Regions from separate parts of the Gossypium arboreum genome. Here region 2 is linked to region 1. Evidence: chromatin contacts called from public Hi-C data. All regions are on one chromosome and are shown on one strand. Each heading gives the region's core, a stretch centred on a gene start, on an enhancer-like site or on the middle of the called end of the contact. The rest is flanking DNA. Distances are from core to core; before and after follow the strand shown.

Region 1 (4,698 bases), core at 1,663-4,162:
CATATTATTCATTATACATAAGTAAATACATTATAAGTCGCATGAGCTGGTTTTGGTTTAAATTTAGCATACAAGAGCCTTGTCTCCTTAGTATCTCATGTGTGCATGATCACATACAATTCTTGGTTTGTGTTTGAAGCATCTTTGGCTTCTCAATTTGGATCTTGCTCATTGGTTCATATTCTATTGCTTTAGTTTGGTTTGATCAATTTCGCCATTTTTCTTGTATACCACATAGAAATTTGTGGGTTGTTGCACACATGATGCACTATTTTTTTTTTATGTGTGTGTGTGTGTTAAGGAGCGATGTGGAGATGTATTTTTAAAAGCAGCAAAATCAAAACTTAATCTACAACGTTATTGTTTGATGCTTATTTGCGGTGGTGGATATGTCATATCTCCGTGAATGAAGGAAAAGCAGTCATTGTAAAACACATGCTTGCAATTGATTGGAAATTCGAAATCTTATCTTGAACTTCATTTCGGCCTATTACCATTAGGATGCTTGAGAGAGTTCTTTGGTAAATCATTTATTTGTGTTTTAACACTATGGGATTTGTCATCCTAAGCTTCAATCTTTGTTATAATCTTATTTATTTGTTCATAATATTTTGTTTGTGCTTTGTGCATCTGTCTTATAACTTTGTGTGATCATTTGAGCCATTAAATTTTTAGGCATTTATATCATGTACTTGCAGCATTACGAGAATTGTTCAGAGCAAAGCAAGTAAAATATCTTTCGGACGATCTTTCTTCTGGAGAGTTGATAAACTTTTTAGTGTTCTGTTTTAGTCTCTGATCTTGTATTTGATGACATGGCAGAACACACTTATCCAGGATGGGAAGGAGATGGCATCAGTGCTTTATACTTATCGCAGCTGTGTCGAAGCACTTCCTCAGGTATTTTAGCCTTAGTTGATTTTAATTTATACATATTTTTAAGGTAAACAATGTTCTAATATAATCTGCTAATTTTAGTGTAAAGCAATGTTCTTTTTATGTGGTGTAGGGGGTATGTTGGAATTCACAGTTTGGGATTCAGAAACTTTCTGCTGAAACCGGAGCTGCTTCGATTTATTATGGATTCTGGTTTTGAACATCCTTTCGAATTACAAAGTTTTAAACTCATGTCTGATGTTAACATTCGTGAATTCCATGAATTAAGTCATTTTGCTTTTCTTGCTTTTAGTGACTTATAACGATTGGGCGATATACAAGTTTGGTGTTTTATTATTTTGATTCTATATTTATATTTAATCTAATTTTTATTATTTATTTTAGTTTTGATTCTATATTTTTATTTTTATTTTAATTTGATAATGAATTTTAATAGAAATTTTTATATTTAAATTATGGACATTATTCTTCTCAATATTTTGATAATGAATTTTAATTTTTTATATTTTTCATGATCTTTTAATATTTTATTATTTTTTAAATTTTATGACCTTTAGCGTTTGTGGGAAAAACGCTAAAAGGCCATGACCTATAGCGGCGTTTGTGGGAAAAGCGCTAAAATATGACCTATAGCGGCGTTTTTTCAAATAAACGCCGCAAAATTTAGCGGCGCCATCTATAGCGGCTTTTTTGCGGCGCTTGTAAAAACGCCGCAAATAGTGTTAGTGGCACTTAAAAGCGCCGCTAAAGGCCTAAAAAACGCCGCTAAAAGTCAATTTTGCTGTAGTGTTTGCATGAAATAATTAGGGATCACCAATAAAACTGATTTAGCAAGGGAAACTTGTACCGCCATAGACAAAAGCTTCACGTCCTACCCATTTAACCGACTCTTAACCTTATCAATTATAAACTGGAAAGTACACCTAATAACATGTTGATAGAAAAGCGGAATGCCTAGATAAAGACCCAAATCATTGACGCGTTGGAATCCAAGAGTGCGACTAATATTCACAGCCAAATCATCATCAGTGTTATGAGAAAAAAATCTGAGTTTTCCTAGCATTCATCTTAAGTCCAGACAACATGCAAAAATCATTCAGAATACTTCTCACCAATAAAGCTTGGTCCATAGAAGCGTGATAAAAAAAAAGACTAAATCAACTACAAAGAATAGGTGTGACAAACTAGGACTATCCTTTCCCATCTGTATAGGTTTCCACCTCCCTTCCACCACCGCATTTTGGATCATATTCCCAAGACGTTCCATACCCAACACAAACAAGTATAGAGAGAATGGATCCCCCTGCCTGATTCTCATCGTCAGTTTAAAGAAATCTGTTAATGAGCCATTCCAGATTATCTGCATGGACAAGGAAGAAATACAATTTATGATAAGCATAACTTATCTATTCGGAAATCCAACATCTTCCAAAGTGTCCTTCATATAGTTCCACTTGACCCTACCATATGCTTTTTCCAAATCAACTTTTATAGCCATCCATCTAACTTTCCTCTTACAAAACCACATCGAATGTCAAGGTCGGCTCGCATAATACTGAAGAAATAACCATAAAAATATCAGTTAAATCGATTAAACCAAACCAAATAAATCAAAAAAATTTGATTAAATCAATTTTTGCTTAATTCGGTTAGTTATATTGGTTTACTTAGTTTAGCTGAGTTTTGAAAACTTAAACCAAAATAATAGAACAAATCAAATTTTTAAACATTAAAAAATAGTTTTGTAACTATATCCAACCCAACCTAATATAAATCTAGTCCAACCAAGTACCCAACCAAAAAATTAAATATAAACTAAAAACCCAACCCAAATATAAAAAATCAAACCCAAACCCAATTTAATAATTAATTTTTTTTAAAAAAATCCCTAAAATTAAAAACCTAAATTGGGGCTTCATTTCTTCCAATTCTCAAATGTTGAATAATTTAAATATCAGTCCCTTAGTTGTGATGTACTTGTCTTTTTGGAAACGATGGTAGAAGACGAGATGTTGGTGCAGGTGGACTTAATTGGGGGTCTATTAATTTACAAGTGAAAGATATGTAGGAGAAAAAAAAAACGAATGAGATGATAGAAGATGTCGTGTTTGGATAGGGTTTGTAATAAAAGTTGGAGGTCGAGGTGGTGGATATGAGGGAGTGAGTCCAATAGGTGAAGTGTTGGACTGCTTGTATTGGACCAGGTTTAAGAAAAACAGTGGGTTTGATTATTTCGATGATCTCCCAAATTTCAGTTTGTTTAGTTGGGTTAGTATAAAATTTTCAGTTAATTTACTTATTGTCATAAAAAAATATGGAAGGTATGAAATGTACAGCCCTAATTAGTAAATATGTGGAATGATTATTAAAATTAAAAACGAAACATATGGATGGTTTAAATAATGTCTACCTAGAAACATATAGCTAATAGCCATAGATTAAAAGCCCTGCTCAAATCATTATTACATGCTGTTTATATCCCAAAAATTTTCGATTACTTTTACTGCCCATTTAAAGTAAAATTTAGAAAACATTAAGCTGGTTTTTGGGGTGCTAAAATACCAAAGTCACTTACCTAAAACCCCTTAAACTGAACCAAAAGTCACAAATTAATCCTACTGAAATTCCTTCTTTTGAACAACTTAGCTCTTCTTTAAGATTTCCACAAACCTAGTTAGAATCATATAAATAGAAAAACTTGTCACATTCTATAAACCAATCACTCAAAAATTTTTAGATATAATTAAGTCAGATTTACAAAATTAATCATATCTTAAACTACAAAATTCAAAATCATGATTTATTTTAATATTTAAAATCCAACTTAATGAATCTCAAATTTTAATCCCTATAAATAATATAAAATAAGATTAAAAATTTATCCTTAATGTGACTACCGAATAACCTGAACAACATTTACTAAAAATAAGATATCTTTAAATTTAGAATTTATATTTTAGTTAAATTTTAACCATCGAAAACTAACTTAAATATCTTTCCGACCACACATTTTAATCATTTTTATACCAATTGAGAATACATTAACTCTTTATTTGAATTATGATTATATTTTCTATAAATGAAATATGTAAATCTGCTTACTACTTTGAGTTGCATAAATATATCCAAGTATGTAAATCATACATACATAAATCCTTCACTTGCTAACAAGTGAATTATCTCATTAACATATTCAGGATTAACTCACTTGGGTCCAATTTGATTTATTATCAAATCAAATAATTATATCTATGTCTCTATTTTGAAAATTAATGTTGCTCTACTAGTTAAGACAAGTCATTTTCCCAGTAAAGTTTATAGACAACATAATATCCTTAACATGAATCACTTGCTCTCAATGATTCCATTGACTATGAACTTAGTTTAGGTTATCTACTAATATAAATTATCTTCTTCATTACAAAATAAGCTTTTTATACAACTTATTATCAGTTTAAATTATGTCAAAATTAAAATATATAAATTAAATCTCAATCTTCAACATATATAACAGTCAAATCTGAAATTTAACCATGGTGTTGTAATTTTAAAAAAAAAAGAACAAGACAACCCCAAAAGAAATAGGAAGTCTCGTGTCAATATTTAAGACATTCAAATTATATAAACATGTAACATTTTTAATTGAAAATTTAACGATATTAATTATTTAGACTAATTAATAATATTATATAAATATAGAGATCAAATTAAGTTAAAAATAAAGCATAAAAATTAAATATCAAAATTAAACTTAAACTTAAACAAAAGTACCAAAAGGAAATTTAACCATTTTAGGAAAAT
Region 2 (4,845 bases), core at 1,181-3,680, 34 kb after region 1:
AATAAAGCTTAAATATGAAATATTATGAAATCAAAACAAATTGTTATGAAAATGTATTTAAATTATCTGTAAGTGTTTCGTGCTTCTCGGTAATGCCTCGTACTCTATTCCGGCGACAGATACGGGTAGGGGGTGTTACATTATGAGTAATTCTAAGTATTATGTCAAAAAAAAAGCAGATATGATCTTATTACAAAAAGCTTTTGTTAATTTTATTTTTAATTGTTTTATTTTATTGATGTAATTAAATTAGAGTTATTACTTGAATAGAACTCTAAATATCTTAATTATCACTTAATTAAATAAAATTTAAGTTCACTTTATATATAGTATCAAGTAGTTAGACATATTCAATCAAGTAATGTCTAAGAAAAATAATCATTAAAAAATGAAGATTGTTGGTATTAATAAGTTAGAATTATATAAAATGAATAAAACATTAAATGAATGGTTCTTCAAGAGATAATATTGAATCATATTTGAGCAACAATGATACAATGAGATAGAAGATTACTTAAAAAAAAACTATAAGCTATTTATACATTATGAAGCAAGCACTCTTAATCTCTTATTTGTTTGGTATAGGTGAAAAATATATGAAATAATTATTTTAGTAGTTTAGAATGATCAAAACCCATCCATATTATTTTTCACATAGTAAAATTCGATATAAGTACACAAAAATTATCACTTACATCCATCAATATCTTAGTATAAATATAAAAGTTTTGGTCGCTAATGGTTAGAATTTGTCATAAGTTTCTATACTCTCTGTAAATTTAAAATTTAGCTCATTTACTTTTTATATTTCAAAATTCAAGTCTAACTATTAACACTATTAAAACTAATTTGTTAAATTCAAGTTTATTACAACATCATTTTTAATTACATTGCTACTAGGTGAATATTTTTATTCCAAAATATCACGCCAACAAATTTAACAAAAAATTAATATTTTAATAATTGAACTTGAATTTTGTAATCTGAAAAGTAAATGGACTAATTTCCTCGAAATAAAAGTAAATAGACTAAATTCTAAATTTGTGAAGAGTGTAAAGACCTATGACATATTTTAACTTATAATAAAATATCTAATTAGTTAAAATATAAAAAAAAAAGTGAATGTTAATTAGACTTATTCATTTTACTGTTCATAAATATTTTTTTAATTTAATAACTACATCTCTCAACTATGGTTTTATTTACCATCGAAGTTGAAAAGTCTTTCTTAACTCAAATCATGACTTCAAACAAAAAAAAAAAAAGTTGGTAAACAAGCAATTTTATTTTCAAACTAAACCTTAATTTTAACTTAAGTTGAAAAAGAAAAGTATATTTTAATAAAAATACTATTTTTATATTTCATTAAATGTTCTATTTTACAATATCTTATTTAAAATAAATATTTTATCTTCTCAAAAATATCTTTTTTTAACTGTAAGGACAGTGTAAATTTTCAACAACATTTTCTTATTTCCCACTAAATATTTTACTTAACAATAAACCTATTTTGAAGTAAATGAAGCCTTAAAACTTGATTAATTGTATTCCAACTTTTGGCCTAATCCGACGTGGCTGGGGGAGGTCTTACCGTGACGGAGAAAAGCAAAATTTCGCAACAAAGAATGTGAAGTATGAGTTGTAAACCTTAAAAACCAGTTGTTGGAAGACACATCATAAAGACACAATGGTGGGTCCCCAGTGATTTTGTGTATGTACTAGGAATGGTACTCTCGAGTAGGGGCTTTGGTGTAAAATGTGGGCTGCTTCCATTCAACACCAACCACCCTTTTTGGGATAAAAAACATAACCCTTTTAACTAATTTTAGAGTTTAGGGGAAGGGACTTTACCTTACAAATGCTTATTCACAACCAAACTAAAAAGGCTTATCTCTAAATCTTGAAAAGTTCACTACTACCCCTTGTTTTTTCTTTCAAAAACCTTCCATATTTTTTTTATTTGCAACTTCACCACTTTTTTTTCTCCCTTTCCAACTCAGATTATATCGATATATGATTTATTTTTAATATATTTGTAGCTCTTGATAAGGATGGAATCGAGTTCTCGACCTCTCATATAAAATTTTACTATGATCTTTTAAGTTATATAAAATTTTAATTTAATAAAAGAGAAAATTACACTTTATTCTCTTAAAATAATAATTTTTTGATTTAATCCTTTAAAAATAAATTTTAACTCACTTACAAATATGCAACTTGTAAGTTAAACTTTCCCAACAAAATTTGCTAGCCGTCGACAAAGTAAATCACGTTGAGTCAACTTAAGTTTGTAAAATCCTTGTCCATTCAGGTCAAGTGAGTCCAAATATTAAAATATTTGGAGGAATAATATTGAGAATCAAAATGGAATCTACTGCATATTTGCATGAAAAAAAAAAAAAAAGTAGAATAAGCCGTAATCCTACCCTTTTCCATCACTATAAATATCGACCCCAAGAGTGCATTCATCACTAGAGACATCAATCAAAACTTTGTTTTTGAAACAAAGAAAGAGGGAATTTACAACAGATATTATGGCTCTTCATGTCTCTTGGGCTTTCGTTTTTGGCATTCTGGGTATACATATTTGAATTCTTTTAATGAAGGTTTCAACTTCAAAATCACCATTTCTTTCTCAATATCTGATATTTCATATTTGTTTTTCTTCTTCTAGGAAACGTTGTTTCATTTCTGGTTTCCCTTGCTCCCCTGTAAGTCACCATTTTTGTCAGCTTTTATTTCAGTGTATTGTTTCAACGGTTGATGATATTATATATATATATCATATTTCAGGCCAACATTTTACCAAATATACAAGAAGAGAACATCGGAAGGGTACCAATCAATCCCTTACGTGGTATCACTCTTCAGTGCGATGCTTTGGATTTACTATGCACTCCTTAAGAAGGATGCTATGCTTCTCATCACCATCAACACTTTCTGCGTTTTCATTCAGACTTTTTACATTGTTGTTTACTTTTACTATGGCCCAAAGAAGGAAAAGGTACTATATTATATACTATTATATGTATAGTTGTGTACCTCTTTAATTTCCCATATTTTGATTGTTTACAAATGGTTGAATTTCAGTTGGTGACACTGAAACTTATCCTCCTCTTCAATGTTTTCGGGTTCGGAGTCATCTTTTTCTCAACTTTCTTCCTTAAAAACCCTTTGATCCGTCTCCAAATTCTTGGATACATTTGCATGGGATTCGCTTTGTGTGTGTTCGTTGCACCTCTCGGCATTTTGGTAAGCATAAAACAAGCCAACCCCATATTTAATCTAATTGATTTCCCTTCAAAACTTTTCGCTGTTTTCTTTTTTGCAGAGAAAAGTGATAAAAACCAAGAGCGTGGAGTATATGCCATTTACTTTATCAGTTTTCCTCACCTTAGGAGCAGTGATGTGGTTCTTCTATGGCCTTTTGTTGAAGGATATGAACATTGCTGTATGTTGTAAAGCATATTTCATGTTTTGGAATTCCTTTTAACATTAGAAACATTTTCTTGACATCTAATCATCTTAACAGGTTCCCAATGTACTTGGGTTTATCTTTGGAATTCTTCAAATGATTCTTTACGCCATATACAAGAACTACCCCAAGAAAATGGTGGAAGATCCCAAGCTTCAATTATCGGCTCAGCAAGTAGTCGTCGACGTCGTCAAACTGGGATCGACGACGGTGTCTCTGGAAGTGAACGCGGTGGGTCCTAACCCCAACAATGGTGACGGAACCGGTGAAGCTCAAAATATCAAGACTAACAACACCGCAGATGCTTCAAACAAAGTCTGAAAGTGGAATTAGAATTATTCTAAGCATGCAACGTCATATTGTGAGGTTTTTGCATGGAAAAATCTGGGTTGAAACCCATGCAAAAAAAAAAAAAAAAGAAAAAGAAAAAAAATCCCCAGATTTATCTTAATTAAATTAATATGTTTAATGTGTTCTGAATCTTTCAATTTATGTCGTCTCTTAGTATTAATCTTTCATCTGTAACTCTGCTAATCATGTTTTTATAATTAATGAAATGTTGATAGTTGGTAATGAATGTGTTTGATTCCAATACCTTCATAATGTTTATGTTTAGAACCCTTGCTTTAAGGCTTTTATAAGAAAGTTCATTATGCCCCAAAAAAGGACCGTCCATTAAGGTGGCCAAAATAGAAGATCAAAAGTTAAAAGTCAAACTGGATTCAGTTAATATTTTAATTTTTATGCCTTTTCTCTCCGATTCTGGACTATAGTTGGGTTTGAGCCGCTGACTTTTAAATATATATTTTTATTTCATTTAATTAGTGATGTTGTTAAAATTTATTGATATAATAGAAAAATAACATGTAACGATCTCATATCATGTAATTTTAAATTTATTGATATAATAGAAAAATGACATGTGACGATCTTATATCATGATATATGATCAATTTTAATAAAATATTAAAGATATTTAAATTTGTAAAAATATTAAAATTATTTTACATCCGAAACAACATGAAAAATAATTGTCTATATTTATTTGAACCTAAACAACCATTTGTTCTGCTTCATTTTCGACTTACTTTTTAGTAATTTTATATATTCTTTATTCTTTTATAAAATATTATCTTTTATATTACTATTTTGAAATTTAAAATACCTAAAATAAAATATATAACATCTATTTTTAAGAATATATATATTTTAAAAATATAGTTTTATAAAATTATAAAAATCATTTTACATTTAGAATGAATATAAATAAATGGTTGTTCAGATGCAACTGAATCTAGACATTAATTTGTTCAGATTCATTCTAAACTTATTTTTTAAATATTTTATATATTTAATTTTTTTAAATATCA

The links. Hi-C and Micro-C count contacts between places; a contact is called where the count stands out from the background.
Region 2: a contact with region 1 is called in a Hi-C map of leaf, with 2.0 times the contacts expected there. The contact joins the promoter of LOC108459370 here to the enhancer-like site in region 1. A contact is called at or near these places in 2 of 5 Hi-C or Micro-C datasets (both in leaf).

What each region holds. Positions count from the first base shown.
Region 1 is chr1:12,388,224-12,392,921 of ASM2569848v2, forward strand. No RefSeq gene overlaps it. Among protein-coding and RNA genes, the nearest start is that of LOC128293157, 32 kb to the left of the region's middle. Within about 2 kb of position 2,913, at least 2 of the 2 cell types and tissues checked have an H3K27ac peak or open chromatin away from gene starts, as enhancers often do. A contact at or near this core is called in leaf, where this site is marked.
Region 2 is chr1:12,422,710-12,427,554 of ASM2569848v2, forward strand. It overlaps LOC108459370 (bidirectional sugar transporter SWEET10-like), which reads left to right and starts at 2,431. Exons shown (of 6, transcript XM_017758731.2): 1 at 2,431-2,577; 2 at 2,675-2,711; 3 at 2,794-3,004; 4 at 3,091-3,252; 5 at 3,332-3,451; 6 at 3,533-4,052. The coding sequence starts at 2,535. The coding sequence ends at 3,796.